Linked DNA regions of Bos taurus: region 2 is linked to region 1. The links are chromatin contacts, called in public Hi-C maps. All regions are on one chromosome and are shown on one strand. The core of a region is the stretch at or near the end of the contact, and the rest is flanking DNA. Distances in the headings are between cores, read along the strand shown.

The links. Hi-C and Micro-C count contacts between places; a contact is called where the count stands out from the background.
Region 2: a contact with region 1 is called in a Hi-C map of liver, with 1.6 times the contacts expected there. The contact joins two enhancer-like sites.

What each region holds. Positions count from the first base shown.
Region 1 is chr5:66,919,021-66,922,565 of ARS-UCD2.0, forward strand. The region is part of intron 20 of C5H12orf42 (chromosome 5 C12orf42 homolog); the gene reads right to left. Among named protein-coding and RNA genes, the nearest start is that of ASCL1, 190 kb to the left of the region's middle. Within about 2 kb of position 2,236, at least 1 of the 102 cell types and tissues checked has an H3K27ac peak or open chromatin away from gene starts, as enhancers often do. A contact at or near this core is called in liver, where this site is marked.
Region 2 is chr5:67,015,658-67,019,368 of ARS-UCD2.0, forward strand. The region is part of intron 6 of C5H12orf42 (chromosome 5 C12orf42 homolog); the gene reads right to left. Among named protein-coding and RNA genes, the nearest start is that of C5H12orf42, 140 kb to the right of the region's middle. Within about 2 kb of position 1,859, at least 1 of the 102 cell types and tissues checked has an H3K27ac peak or open chromatin away from gene starts, as enhancers often do. A contact at or near this core is called in liver, where this site is marked.

The DNA of each region.
Region 1 (3,545 bases), core at 986-3,485:
ATGATTCTATTCTATTATTATTCTATAATATTTTATATTTTATTCTATAATATATATTAATATTATATTATTCTGTAATCTATTGGGTTGGTCAGAAAGTTCATTCAGGTTTTTCCATAAGATGTCATGGAAAAATCCAAACAAAATTTTCAGCCAACTCAATATAATGTTATAGGTCAGGATGGTGGTCACATTTGGGGGTGGTGGTGACAAGATATGGCTAAGAAGTGGAGCAAGGCTTCTGAGGTGCTGGAATATTCTTTCTCAGTGTGGGTGCTGATGACACAAGTGGGTTCTGATTGTAAAAGTGTACTGAGCCTTCTGCTCCTATGTGTACTTTTCTGTGTTAACATTACACTCCAATAAAAGTAAAATTAAAAGGTAATTTGTTCAATTGTTTGTCAATAAGTGATTTACATAAAAATTAATATACATCTAAGTGGTGTGGAAATTTAGAAATCATCATTTTACAAATTTGTGTCCTTTAAAAATTTTTGTATCCATCAGTGTACCATGTGTACCCCAAAATTTGCTTGATTATGTTCTTTTTTAATTTCCACTGTATTTTGTTCCAAAAAAGGGTATCAGGAAATAAGAAAAATGTCTCTTCATTCTGGTGACAAGATGTCAATCAAAAATAGAAGCTACCATTTTTTGAATGTCTAGTACATGTCACAATTGTAGCTTGTGTTGTCTCTAATTACTCAACATCTGGTGAGATGAGTTTTGTTATTCCTTTTTGCAGATGAGCTAACTGAGGCTCAGAGACATAAAAGAATTTGACCAAGGCCACACTTATTTTTAAACTCAGGTTTGTTTCATTTCCAAACCTGTTCCTTTTTGCACCACATCATGCCGTCCATGTGTCTGCTTCTTAGGACAATGCCAGCTTTCTGAAATATGCCATATGAACCGTCTACCTGCTGCCCATGAGCAATGGAATCTGGAGACCCGGGAGTCATTTGCCTCCATTTCCATTTCTAGTAAATCCAGACACCATGGACTTCCTACCTTAGTCTTCCTGAGTCAATGTTCCTCCTATTTAGAGAGAGCTCAGACCACCATGATCATATGTTTCAATTTCAGTTTTTGGTTTCTAAAAATAAAAAGAGGATCCATGGTCTAGATATTCTAAAGCTGAGTTTTTTCATCAAATGCAGCAAATAAAATACTGAGACATGAGTTGAGGGGTGGTGGTTTATATAGTTTTGTCTAAGTTATGAGAAAAAATAGTCTTGCATCAAGGCTCCAAACAGGAAACACAGATTGTATTTTAATCACCATGCGGAACCCTGTGTAAGACTTTAAACCTTCCTGGAGAAAAAAGAAAGAATATTACATCTGCTTATAAGAAGATAAGGAAATAAAGCTACTTATACTAGGCTTTTAAGAAAAAATGTACATAGAGACCAAAATTAGGCTGATGTGATTGCTTTATAGAGCAGCTTCTCTTTCTTGTCTCACATTTCACCTTAACTCTTCTCCATCAGTCACACTGCTACTACTTGAGCTTCAGTGGTACATACAGGAGTTCCTGGGCAGATGCTAAGGATGATGCAGGGATCAATTTAGTCCTTCATCAAAAATCCACTGGGTGCCTGCCATATACCAGAAATGCTATGTAGAATAGGATGCTTAGGATAACCTGGTGAGTCAGATTTTTTTCCTGCCTTTAAGAAGCTTTAGTTTTGTCACTAAAGGGCTAGGGATTCAACGTCCTCACCACCACCCCAGAACTGGCCTGGATCTATAGACTACTCCCAGAACCACTGGTTTTACTTGAAACAAGTCAGTGGAGGCTGAACCTGCTTTGGTTCTCCCCACTCCTCAAGGTTTTATTTAACAAGTCATCTGCCTTCTGCAACAGACACTGTTTCAATCTCCCTCCATGGCCAGGTTCATACTTTCCTTTTTAACTTTCCCATTTGTCCACATGCTATGTTCATGGCATCTTCCGATTGTATACTAGGACCATGTGTGTGTCTGTGTGCGTGCTCAGACACACACATGTGCATCTTCTCCCTGACCAGAGCCTCCCAATCTTCTGAAGGCATAAACCTTGCTTTCAGACATGCTTTGAATGTCTTATTTGGTCAGTTTTGCTTAAGAAGTACTGTTGATCAACTGACTAACTGGTTGAAAGACTCGGAGCCCACCTGTCCTGCATAGCAGACAGGTTGGCTAATCCGAACCAGTTTCTCTGGGATGAGGCCACCTGAGGTGAAGCAACAGGGCACTGCTGGCCAGCATGTCCACCTCGTGGGGTTTGACATGTTATCAGATGCCAAAGTTTGCCCAGGGTGAATAACAGCAGGCACTGGGGTTCACTTATTACAGTTACTTCCATGAGAGAAAGTAGCCAGAGAGCATTAAATAAAAATGCAACCTTGGGTCCTTCCTAGAATCTAACCTGATATACAAAATTCCCAAGGTCTACAACAAAGTAGAATGGAATAATTCCTGTAACCATAGGGAAATGTGCAGAATTCTTATGAGTAGAACTGTCCAGTGTCCTCCATTCCCATCCTTCTTTTCCTATAAAAAATGTCTAGATTTTCTATAAGTCAGTGGGAAAGGTTTATAGGGGATTACCCTTTAGGATAAAGGCTTCCCTTGTGGCTCAGTGGTAAAGAATCCACCTGCAGTGAAGAAGACGCAGGAGATGCAGGTTTGATTCCTGGGTCGAGAAGATGCCCTGAAGGAGGGCATGGCAACCCTCTCCATTATTCTTGCCTGGAGAATCCCATGGACAGAGGAGCCTGGTGGGTTACAGTCCATAGGGTTGCAAACAGTCAGATGTGACTGAGCATGCATGCACACCCTGTAGGATAAACTAATTGTTCTCAAAAACAATTTTTCTCCAGATAAAGCAAAGAATAATCAGTAGTGGGGCTCGAGGTTATCATTGCAAGGTATGAGGGTAACTTTCCAAAGAAGAGGCCACGTGGCAACTGCAAACACAACTCTCCATATTTAAGTATAAGTTCCTTTGCTGCATAGGCACTAGATGGTCAAGCACCCCAAACCCTAGCTGAACCCCAGCCCACATCTCCCCAGGCAGTTAGACTCCTACCCCACTAGTCTTGAAATCCCAGAGGATTTCCTCCTCTGTGGGAGAGCAAAATCCTAGACTCAAGTAAACTGTGACTTGGATGAGGCAGCATATCCAGTTATGTCAACATAGCCCGGTGGCTAAAAGTCAGATTGCCTCATTTTGTTCTGGACACACTGTAAGTGTTTGAATCCTGGCTCCACCACTCATTAAACTGTTACACCGTGGGATAACCTGCTTAACTTTAGTTTCCTCAGCAATAATATGGCCATGGTAATCCTCGCAGGGCTATGTGCAAGACTGAACTAGATGGCCCGTGGGAGATATGATGTGGCACATGGGAGTGCTTGGCCAGTTTTTATCTGTCCCACTCCACTGGGTCTCAGACTCAACAGGTGTAATGAAGACCATCCCCTACCAAGGGGAGGCAGGTTTCCCTCTCTTGCCATTGATAGATTCCCATTCACAGGCTCTCTGTGAAGTTCTCCATCTC
Region 2 (3,711 bases), core at 609-3,108, 96 kb after region 1:
TTTTAACTGGATGGCATCACTGATTCAGTTGGGACATGAGTTTGAGCAAACTCCGGGAGATAGTGAAGGACAGGCATGCTACCATTCATGGAGTCGCAGAGTTGGACATGACTTAGCCATGGAACAACAACAACAACAAAATGTTAGACTGAAAGCTTTGTTCCAGTTCCACCCAAAACACCTTTCAGGTAACTCTGGGGATGAGGAAAAAGTAAGAGACAGAATCTCCTCAAAGATTTGAGACAGAATTTATGAATCTCGCGAGTCTTGATGCCTGAGTGTTCCTAATCTAAGCAGTTCCCCTAAGAACATAAAATGAAATGGCAATACTGTTGATGATATAAATGACTATTTGGAGTTTTTATTTCTTAATCCTTTATGCCTATTTGGAAACACTGGAAAATAGAATGTTTTATTAACAAACACCATCCCTTGATGGTGATCCTTGTATTGACGTGAGGCCAACATGAAAAAGAGTGTGGAATGAACTGGAAATGAAAAGCAGAGCATTCACTCAATAATCATCCCACCAACTTTATGGAGATCCACCTGCTACTTAGAGGTATGAGGATATGATACTGACACTCCCCAACTACAGGTGACTCAGGGCCTCCAGGGAAGACAGGGCATCATCAGAGAGTCACTAACAGTCTGTGCCTTAGATGTGGTACATAAGCTTTTTCAACTTGTTTCCTCATCTCTAAAATTAGGGAAATGGCAGAGCTGCCATTTCTTACTGCTCTTAGAATTGCTGTGACATTAAATGGGATGATGACCATAAAAGACTTGGTGTCTGGCACATAGTCATTTATATCAGTTTGAATGTTTTTGCTTACAGGAGACAGAAAACTTGACCAGCAGTGGCTTAAATCATGTATTTATTTTTCTGTTAACAAGCAGCCTGGGGTGGGCAACCCACAGAACTGTTTAGCAATGATGGGCATCTGGCCCTGCAACTCCGGAATTCTCCTGACCTGTCTTCACAGTGTAAAAACACCTGCTGCTTTTCAAGTGCCTCTTTTTTTGACAGCAATAAGTAGATCCTTCCTAAGAAGCCCAAGAGACTTTCTTATATGCTCCATTGGCCAGAAATATGTATTAAGTGCATAGTACCGGGCCTGGCATCTACTAACTAATCAGTACAATTTAGCTATCAGATGATAGTGATGATGGTGGTGATGGTGATGGTGGTGGTGACTGTGATGATGGTGGTGGTGACGCAATAGAGAGGAAAAACATATGTACTTTCTGTTTATAATCAAGACCATCTGTCAACTTCTGGATCCATTTGTCCCTCTCTTCCAAGGTCTGATATAAAGAGATGGAATCACAGAATACAGAAGCGTATTGGACTAATTAATATCTAATTAAGATATTGCTTGGGAGAGCAAAAAAGGAAGGACAGTCACAAACAAATGGAAGTAGATAAAATAGGATATCGTGGGTATAACCAGGGAGGTTGGTAAAGTTAGAAATAGCATAGAATCATAAAGCATGATCCCTGAAAGTCCTTCTCATTACCAGAGTAATGAACGAGTCTTCTCTGAAACCAGGGCCCAGAGAAGGTAAATAATTAACTCAAGGTAACACAGAATTTCAATTAGAACTTAGGTTTCCTAAAGCCTGTAATTTAAAAAAAAAAAAATTTGTTACCAAAAAATGCAATCTAAAGGTGAAAGAAATGCCTAAAATAAACTCTGATTATTAGTGGAGTCAATTGCTGCCCATCTGCCATAATTTTACCCTCCCATCCTGGCATAAAAAGAGTTAATAAGCAAGCATTTTCTGGTTATAAACAACAGAAAATACCAAAGTTTCCTTGTTTTTCTGAATGGCACCAACACCTGATAAACAAACCTTGCTTTCAAAAGATTTCATAATCTAAAGTGTGTGTTTAGTCACAAGCTGAACTCTTGATTCCTTGCCCCTGGAAACGAAGAGAAATCTCTAATTCAGTAAAATATAAATGATCTGGGATCAAATCATGGTTTGTGTCCCTTGAAAATGCTTAGCTTCTCAGAAATAGACTCATAGACAGAGAAAATAAACTATGGTTACCAAAGAGGAAAGGGGGGAGGAAGGGATAAATCAGGGATTCAGAATTAACAGATTGAAAGAACATGAAAGTCGCTCAGTCATGTCCGACTCTCTGCGACCCCATGGACTGTATAGTGCATGGAATTCTCGAGGCCAGAATACTGGAGTGAGTAGCCTTTCCCTTCTCCAGGGGATCTTCCCAACCCAGGGATTGAACCCGCGTCTCCCGCATTGCAGGCAGATTCTAGCTTCTCAGAAATAGACTCACAGACAGAGAAAACAAACTATGGTTACCAAAGAGGAAAGAGGGGAGGAAGGGATAAATCAGGGATTCGGAATGAACAGATACACACTACTATATAGAGCGTTCCCTGGTGGTGCTAGTGGTAAAGAATCTGCCTGCCAATGCAGGAGATGCAAGATATGCAGGTTCAGTCCCTGGATCAGGAAGACCCCCTGGAGAAGGGAATGGCTACCCACTCAAATATTTTTGCCTGAGAAATCTCATGGACAGAGGAGCCTGGCAGGCTATAGTTCACAGAACCAAAGAGTTGGACATGACTGAGCACACTGCTATATATAAAATAAACAACAAAGACCTGCTGTATAGCACAGGAAATTATACTCATATGCTCAATACTTTGTAATAACATATAATGGAAAAGAATGTGAAAAAGAATACAAACATATATGTGTATATTTATGTATATAAAAATGCACACACACACACATATATACACACACTTTGCTGTATACCTGAAACTAACACAACATTGTACAATAAATCAACTTATTTCAGTGTTTTAAAAGTCCAGTTTCTTTGTCCCTCTGGAAATAGAAACAGCCCCTCAGATTATAATCCCATTATATTTAACAGCTTTTATTCTACCTTATTTCTTGATTTAGCAATCTGTCCATGGACTGGGTACATATACAGTAGATGGGAAATAAGCATGTGTCAAATGCTATCCCAACATTAATAAACATCTAATCATCTAGATCTTAAAAAGATGGTATTAACTTGAATATCAGAGAGACAGAACATAGTGGCTCATCAGAGGAGATGGCAGCCAGAGCTAAATCCCTAATAATACCTAACTTATATCAACATCGTCCACAATCAGATGTTACGCTGTGATTTTGACATGGATTGTCTATTGCATTTCATCCTTACAACAAGCCTCTGAGGCAGGAACAGCTATTGTCAACACCCACTTGGTAGAGGAGGAAACTGAGCTTTAGAGAGCATCAGCCAAGTGGAAAATGATGGAGCCAGGATTTGAATAGCATTGATCAGAGCTGTACTCAGTTGTGTGTAATAGGAACCAGATTTCAGTGGCTTGACCCAGTAAGGGTTTAATTTTTCTTACATAACAAGGAATTCAAGCATAAAGAACTCAGGGCTCATAACCAGCCCAGGAAGTCATCAAAGACCCACAGACCCAGCTGCCTTCTTGCCTCCACAGGCACCACCCTTAACCTGTGGCTGTTGTCGGCACAGTCAGAAGAGGACTTCTGCGCCTCCAGGCACTGCATCTGTCGGAAAGCAGGAAGAAGCAGGAAAGCAAGAGACAAAGGTTGCTCAGTCGTGTCTGACTCTTTGCTGCCTCGTGACTGTAGCCCACCAGGCTCCTCTGTCCGTGGAATTTTCTAGGCAAGAATACTGGAGTGGAT